Linked DNA regions of Sus scrofa: region 2 is linked to region 1. A link is a contact called in public HiChIP or PLAC-seq data. All regions are on one chromosome and are shown on one strand. Each heading gives the region's core, a stretch centred on a gene start, on an enhancer-like site or on the middle of the called end of the contact. The rest is flanking DNA. Distances are from core to core; before and after follow the strand shown. Region 1 holds the start of LOC102160414. Region 2 has its middle 20 kb from the start of MIR29B-2.

What was found. HiChIP or PLAC-seq counts read pairs in DNA pulled down with a chosen protein or histone mark.
Region 2: an H3K27ac HiChIP or PLAC-seq map of alveolar macrophages shows a contact between it and region 1. The contact joins the enhancer-like site here to the promoter of LOC102160414 in region 1. A contact is called at or near these places in 1 of 5 promoter capture datasets (liver), 15 of 47 Hi-C or Micro-C datasets (alveolar macrophages, blood, brain and 7 more) and 2 of 2 datasets of contacts at active chromatin or transcription factors (alveolar macrophages and skeletal muscle).

The regions. Positions count from the first base shown.
Region 1 is chr9:134,953,933-134,957,800 of Sscrofa11.1, reverse strand. It overlaps LOC102160414, which reads left to right and starts at 2,572. Exons shown (of 2, transcript XM_021063896.1): 1 at 2,572-3,369. The coding sequence starts at 2,789. It overlaps LOC110255544 (a long non-coding RNA gene), which reads right to left and starts at 3,831. Exons shown (of 2, transcript XR_002336086.1): 1 at 3,654-3,831; 2 at 1-2,607.
Region 2 is chr9:134,997,506-135,001,469 of Sscrofa11.1, reverse strand. No RefSeq gene overlaps it. Among named protein-coding and RNA genes, the nearest start is that of MIR29B-2, 20 kb to the left of the region's middle. Within about 2 kb of position 2,224, at least 19 of the 83 cell types and tissues checked have an H3K27ac peak or open chromatin away from gene starts, as enhancers often do. A contact at or near this core is called in alveolar macrophages, liver, omental adipose tissue and 1 more, where this site is marked.

The DNA of each region.
Region 1 (3,868 bases), core at 1,323-3,822:
GACCTGGGAAAAGGGGAAGAAATGCGCATCTTCGGCCAGGCATGAAGGCTTGGAAAAAGCAGCCACTTGCCCGGGATCATGTAGCTGCCCAAGGCTTCCTGATTCTGGGCAGTGCTCTTTTTCCTCTAGAAAGATGACTGGAAAGGCATCAGAACAAGCAGCCTTGCTGGTGGAGGCTGAGGACCCAGGGCATGTGTCGCGACAGCACGTCTCCGACCGCTCAGGAACTGATAAGCAAATGATAGCACCAAGGTCAAGACCGAGAGCTCAGAGCGGTTAAGTGTGTGGCTCTATCTTTCCAGGACATCCCCTCCCAAAGGTCGTTACCAGGGAGAAGAAGACCTAAACAGAAACCTCAGCTTCAGAACGGGGTGTGGGTGGGGGAAGACGTGGGTGCTCATTAGCAGAAACTGGTCCGGCAGTCTGGGCGCGCCCTGGGCTGATCCACAAGCACGAGGTACAGAAGCTGACCCCCTTCCAGGCCGATGCCCCAGGCCCTGGGATCCCTGTCCCCGCACCGTCTCGGCAACCACGCGCCTCCCAGACCTCACAACACAGTCTCCTCCAGATCTCCTCCCAGCGCCCACGTCCACGGCAAACTTTACCTGCCTGACTGTAACGTTTCCATCCAGATACCCTGCCATTGTCTTGATGGCAACCCGTCTAAAAAAGCAAAGCAAGCATGACTCCCCGAACAAGTCTGAACCCTGACTTTTCTGTTTCTGTCAGTCATTAAGGCTCAAGATGTCAGCACCTTCTCTCCCCCATGTCCTGTCTCCAAGCCAAAGGGGCTCTCTGACTACCTCCTCCTCCTCCGAATTCCCACAGGCCCCACCTTAATCCATCACCTCCGGGCGGGAATGTGGCCCATCTCCTGCCCGGGGCCCCAGATTCTAGGCTGGTCACAATGCCAGCTGCTCTTTCCCCACATGCCCGTCCTCCTCCCATCTCCCACAGTCTCTTCAAGGTCAAGGCCCAGCTTACTTACCTGCGTCTTCCCAGCTCCCAGAACCTTACCTAACATGGCAGACACCCCTAAAAAAGTGCGCAATGAATGAATCCTAGCTCGCGGCAGGAGCCATGACCACCCCAGACACCTGAGCCTCCTCTTCCCACCACCACGGGCCCAGACGCCAGGCTCTGCAGGTTTTCCATTGTCTCCCCCACCCCTTCCACCCCCAGGAACGAGCCCCATCGAGCTGATCAATGCCTGACCCTCCTCGTGTGCCCGTGGCTTCCCGCATCCACATCTCTGCCCACGCTCGGCTCGCCCTGCCCTGCGATGACGTCCGCACCCTTCCGCCTCCACGAAGTCCAACTCCTACGCAACTGCCAATTACCGAGCTCTGGGGGAAAGAGGGGATGCAGGAAGGCGGACGATGACAAAAAACGGGGAAGGGGGGCCCTGAGAGAGACACACTGGGGTCTCTGATCCCTGGAGCCACTACCCTCCCAATAGGTTGCAGGCGATTAGAGAAGGAAGAGGCGGGAGGAGGAGCCAGATTTTTCCACTGAACGAAAGGCATGATTTTCATCACTGCTTCTGTTGCCCTGGTAACCAGGGACAGCCCAGTGGAGAGTACAGTAAAAGAACACCATGTTTATCTTTGCTGTCTGATCCACTTCCCCGCACACCCTTCCCTGGCCACCCTCTAGCCCCTAGGCCGGCTCCCAGCTTCTTAGAATGCCACCACCAGCCCATCCTTCCAGGCGCTCTTGCTCAAAACCTCACAGGCAGAGCTCATCTCTCGCTCTTTATGCAACCCCAGGTACCACGTACTCTTCCCCCTGCAACGTTCCGGGGGTCATCTCACCACACCCATCTGCGTGCCAGGGGCGCCCCAAGAACAAAAAGCTGACCTCTCGGGCACCAGAAGGGCATCCGCTCCACAAGAGGATCCACCGGGCAAGGGGGGACATACGGGGTCAAGGAGAGGACGGCTGCCCAGCCAGCCCTTCTTTCTCAGGCGCAGACAGCTGGTGTGCCATGGGCCCCTGCTCGCCCATCTCCCCCTCCATGGCCGGGACCGGGAGCAGAGGGCGCAGGCCCACCCCCGGGCTCCCACAGATCCTGACTCCCACACGGACACAGTGTCTGTGTGACCTGACAACGGAGACACAGCGCTCGCCCTGGGAGATTATATAAGCGTTATATAACATGGTGGCACCAACAGGCACATAGACGCAGTTGCTGAGTGCCAGGGACAGGCCGGGAGTGGAACCAGACCCAAGGGGCTGGAGGTGCAGCCCTCTCACCACCCATGCCAAAGCAACACCCGGCCCTGGCTACCCCAGCCCTGTCTCTACCTGCTCCTTCCACCCCAGAGGACGCAGAGGGAGACTTGCCTGGCTCTGCCTTCTTCCTCCCACGCTGGGCAGCAGGGAGGGGCCGCAGCACCATCACCAGCCCGGCCCAGGGCAGCCTCTGTCCAGCTGCCCTCCCCACAGGGGAGCGGCCAGGGGGCTACCGGCAGGGGAGGGGTGTGGGCCAGCAGCCCCCTCCTCTCTGTCCTTGCACCAGAATGTGTTTGTTTGGGGAACCAGTGCTGCAGCGGCTCCAGGATTGGCTGGGCCAGCCTTCCCTCCGCTCTGTCATTTGCCGTTCTTCTAAAAAACAAAACAAACCGAAAGGGAAAGAAAAAAAAAAAATTAAGCACATTTGGCAAATGCCGAAACCCCAATTTTGGCCTATGGCTGCAAACAAAGCTGGAAGGAGGGGGTCCTACGGACATTATCCAATTTCCCCACAGCCCCCACCTCCCACCACATCCTGGCCGACCCGTGATCTATGAACTTGATCTGTAGGCCTGGAGACTCCTCTTCACGTCCGTCCGGACACCCCCCCCCCGCCCCGCCCCTCACGTCCTTCTCCCAGCCCCTAGCTCTGAGCTGCCTCTGCTGCTGGAGCTTCTACGGCTGGAGGGCACAGCCGCCCCCAGCCTCTGCAGAGCGCTCAACGCCTGGGGCTCCTGGAGCGCGGGAGCCAGGGGCCAGGCGGCCAGCCTGGGGCAGTTCAGGGCAGTTCTGGGGCAGGTCTTCATCAAACTCCTCCACCCGCATCACCACACCCACTTTATTAATTGGGGGGGGGGTACTGAACACAGGCAGTGCCCAGGGGCATCTCTGGCTGCGCCTGCCTCTCCCGAGCTATGCCCGGGGCCTTCCCGCCTCCTCCACGCGCACCTCCGCGCCCCCTGAAGAAGGGGGGAGAAAGAAATACGCATTAATATCACGAGCCTTCGCGCACCATCGCGCGCCCCCTCAACCACCTGTCTCTGCGCTCTCCCTCCCCCACTGCCTTCCTCAACTCCGGGCGCCCCCTCTGCAGCAGCGGGGCACCACGCCCACTGCGGAGCCGAGAAACGGAAGGTGAGCAGCGGCCAGGGGCTCCGGGCCGGGCCCCGGGGACTGCTCATCCGCCTCCCCCGCCCTGCGGGCCCCGGCCCCAGAGCCCGAGGACCGGCCGGGGCCGCTCGCGGCCGCCATCCGCTCCCACCCACGCGGCCAGGGCATCCGCAGGGGAGGCCGCGCCGCAGCAGGGGTGGGGCGCGACCCGAGCGCGGCGGGGCCCAGGGCGCAGTCCCCAGGGGGCCCACCCCTGCCCCGGGGCTCTCGGCGACCGCCCGCAGGCCCGGCCGGGGCCCCGCGCTTACCTCGCGTGTCCGCCTCCCTCCCGGGGGCCCGCACAACCGCCTCGCCGCCCCCGCGAGCGCCCAGCGGAGAGCGCGAGATGCGCAGCGGCGGCGGCCTCGGCTCCGCAGCGGCGGCTTCCCGGTGTGTGAGCTCAGCCCGCCCGCGCGCCCGCGCTTCCCACGCTCGGCGCCCGGCGTCGCGCCACCCAGCGGCCGCGGGGCGCATCGCACGCCGG
Region 2 (3,964 bases), core at 975-3,474, 44 kb before region 1:
GCGCCCCGCTCGGGAGGACAGGGCTCGAGAGAGCCAGCCGGAGAAGGCTCCTGGTTCTGCTGGAATACGGGGTCCACCTGGGGAAGCTCAGAGAGCCGGGAGGGCACAGGGAAGCGAGGAGAAGGCCGGCTACCGAGGCCTCCGGCATCCTGCTAGGGGAAGGGAGCCCAGGCTGGAAACACCGAGAAACCATTTTAAATGTCTCAGCAAGAAGGACAAGATGGCCGCTGCTCGCAAGGGGGGGGGATGGGGGGGGACAGGCCACCGCAGGGACCACGGCCCCGCAGGGACATGGGGGACAGTGAGGGCAGGGCCGACCACAGGCACGGCCACCCAGCCTCACCCTCCGCGCTGCCGTGGACGCCCCCCGGCCCCACGGGGGGGCTGCCAGACCCAGAGCCTAGGGGGGAACACAAGCCTCAGGTCCGACACATCTGAGAGGAGCTGCCCCATTTCTGCCTCCACCCCGGCCCCCCAGCCCGGCTCTCCCCCAGACAGCTTTAAGCCTCGGGCTGACGATGGCAGGCAGGGGAGACCCCGGCCTTGGGTGAGCAGAGCCCAGGCTCTGGCAAAGCCGGGTCTGGCCAGTGGAACCCCCACCCGGGGCGGCGTCCGAGGGGGGGGACAGGGCGGTCCTGCCCCCGGGGCCACCTTCACTGCGGCAGCCACCACTGCGCCCGCCTCCGCCGCGCTGCGGCCCCCCTTCCCTCCTCCGTCACCGCCCCCGCCCCCGCCCACTCTGCGGAACTGGCACAGCAGGACCAGGAGCACCAACGCCACCGCGGTGGAGGCCAGCACCAAAATGGCAGCCTTGGGATAAAGGAGCCCCCAAATGTCCCCAACCAGCCAGGGAAGGGGAAGCCAGAGACCAGAGGGGGGAACTGCCAACCACCTCCCCACCGAATGGACGACCCCCGCCCCCCCACCCCTCCTTACGCTCGCAATTGTCAGCTTTCCCTTCAGAAACTCCCTCCCCAGAGCAGAAAGCATAAGGAAGAGAGGGCATCACCCCCACCCTCGCGAGGTCCTGAGGCCCATGGGGACACGGGGCATTTGGAAGGACATTCTGTGCTCCTACCCCAAGCCAGGGACTGCAGCCCACTTCTGCCACCAACCGGACCAGAGCTCGCCCCCCAAGGGCGTGAGGTCCTCCACTGCTCCCCCACCCCTTCCCCGGCTCCAGGGGCCGGGCCGGGCCGGGCCAGGCCGGGGGGGCCAGGAGGCAGGGTTGCGAGGAAGGGCCGAGAAGGCACAGCCGTGCCCTCGGTTATGTAATAAGGAGGGCGGTGCTGTCCTAGGCCGGAGACCCGGGCGCAATGCGCTCCCAGATGCGCAGTCACGGGTGGGGGCCACTGCGCAAGGCTCGGGAACCCCCTCCCCACAGACGCGGGCACTGCGACACGGCCTGGAAGGGGAGCCGGGACCCCGATCTCCCCAGGTCCTCCCCTCGCAATCAGAGGCGAGCAGCCTGCTGCCCTAGTTTTGCCCTCACTCTCCTCACACCCCAGGATGACAAACCCTTCTCGCCTCGGACCTCCAGACGCCTCGGGGTCCCGCGGCTTTCCCAGAAATCCCACCAAATACGCAGTTTCCGAACAGCGCCCGGGGCAGTCCTCATTCTCACCTTTCTGAGCACCAGGGAGCAGCAGCTTCCAGAAGGCAGGTCCTCCCATAATGGGCTCAGCTCTGGACAGCCCGGGACGTCAATGCAAATCTCTTGTCCCCGGGGAGTGGCCCAGAGTCAGCAGGAAGCCGAGGGTGGTGGCAGCAGCAGCTCTGCCCTACCTTGCCCATGCGTTTCCAGGGGAGCCAAGAATTATTTTGCCGCAACACTGAGGTGTGGCTGATTGGAAAATTCCCTTTTCTGACACCAAACTAAAGAACGAATATTTCCTTCCAGTTTGGTCATCCCCCTGCGCTCCCATCTCCTCAACCTTCGCCCCAACCAAAAAAAAAAAAAAAAAGTTTGGGGAGCTCTCGGCTCCTCTTCCTCATAGCGCATGAAATAATTAAAAAGGCACAGGAAGAGGCTTCGACTGGTCAGTCAGAAGAAAGCATACGCGCAGGAGCATACGCACACCCCTAAACAGATTTTAGAAGGCTGCTGGGCTTCTCCCCCTCCCCTTTAAGCAAGTGAAATGCAAATTCAGATTTGATACCCTGCCTTCAGCCAATCAAAAAGAGGTTTTCACCTGCCACTGGCCCGCCCACCAATCAGAGGAAGTGTCTGGCGTGAGAGCCCTCCCCTGGCCAATGGAAGGCCAGCTCAGTCACTTAGTTAATGATGCAGCAGTACAAGGAAGGCCATCACATGTGAACTGGAAGGGTGCCAACATGGAGACACAGAGAGCGCAAGGTAAACAACTTTCCAACGCCAAAAGGATGACATTTAATCTCTAAATGCTAGCTTCCCTTCTCAGCTCATCCTTAACCCCTCTCAGCTGGCCCTATAGGTCCCGGCAGCCCCACTACCTGTCCCCCCAGAGCGCCTAACAAGATCCCACAGTGACTGCGTCACCAGTCCCCACTTTCCCCAACTACGCAGTGACAAACCTACCCGCGTGCCCCCGCTTCTCCCGGCCCACGCCCCATCCTGCCCACGGGCTCCCCACCAGACCCAGATCCCCAGGGCCGAACATTTCAGCAAGGCAACCCCTGGAAAGCCACCCCCCTCGCCTCCCTCCCAGCACTTCTCACGCCCTACCTTCCACCTGAGAACCACACAGATGGACAGACAGACGCTGACACCCAGACAACCTGGGAAACCAGTCCGTCTGTCTGTCTGGTAGAAGGAAATGGGGGTAAAGGCTGGGAGGTCAGGTGGGCCGCCAGGGACGGTCTGCTCCTCTCTTCTCTGCCCCGGTCTGGCTGGAGCAGCTGACACTAAGGGAAAAGAAATTAAAGTGGAAAAAACCCTCCCTCAAAGGAAAAAAAAAAATAGCCAAAAGCGAGAAAGAAGGTGAGAAAGACAGAGCACCCACATACGCAGACATGGCCCCCAATCCCAGCAAATACGTACGTGGGGTAAGAAGGGGGTTACGCCATCAAGTCCTGAAGCCCATCGGACCACCCATCGTCGCCTGCGCAGACCCAGATCCCGGTCGGCCGTGAGGTGCCGCAGTCCCGAATGTTCCAGAAACTGGTCCCATTAAACCGTCCCCCGTCGCCCCCAAATCTCTTGTCCCGCCCCTGCCCCCACCGCGGCCCCACCTCCTCCCCGCGGGAACCGCCCGTGCCACCTTGCGTGTCATCCCCTTAGCCAGGCCACCCAGAGGCCTCCGGCCACGGCAGATTTCTGAGCCCTTGGCAAGTGAGCTGGCAGAACCTGGTGCCCGGTGTTGCTATGACTTGTTTCTTGATTTCTCTCTCTCTCTGCTGCAGCACGGCTGTTGCTAGCAGACCTATCGACGAGCGCTCGCTCTCTCTCCCCCTCTCTCCTCTCTCTCTCTCTCTCTCTCTCTGAGCTCTGTGACGCAGATCTAAATTCTCCAGTCTGCTCCTTGTGTTGCAAGAGCAGAACTGCAGCTTTTCCCCTGGAGAGCCGGAGGGCAGTGCCAAGGCTGGTCAAACAAGGCAAAAAGAGTTGGGCCTACTCTCCACTTCCCCGGCCACACTTCTCAGCCCCTCTTTCACCCCAGACCTTGTTGCTCTGGGGTGGAGAGGGCCTGGTCCCTGCAGGCCCATGCCTTCCCTGGGGGCTCCCCAGCCACAAGGCTGGCTTAACTCTGTGAGCGACGGCGCCCGGAACCCAGACAGGGCTGTCCCATGCTAAATGTGGCGTCATCTTTTCTCGAACCATAGGAGCTTCTCCTGGGCCCGAGGAAAACGACGGTCCCCGCCCTCAAGACTACCATCCCATTAACTCTTTCTGCCACAGACACGTCCACAATTACAGCCGTTGCTGATTTTTGTTGTTTTCTGCTTTTCTGGCTACAAACCAGGACTTTTTTCTCCCTGGAATTTC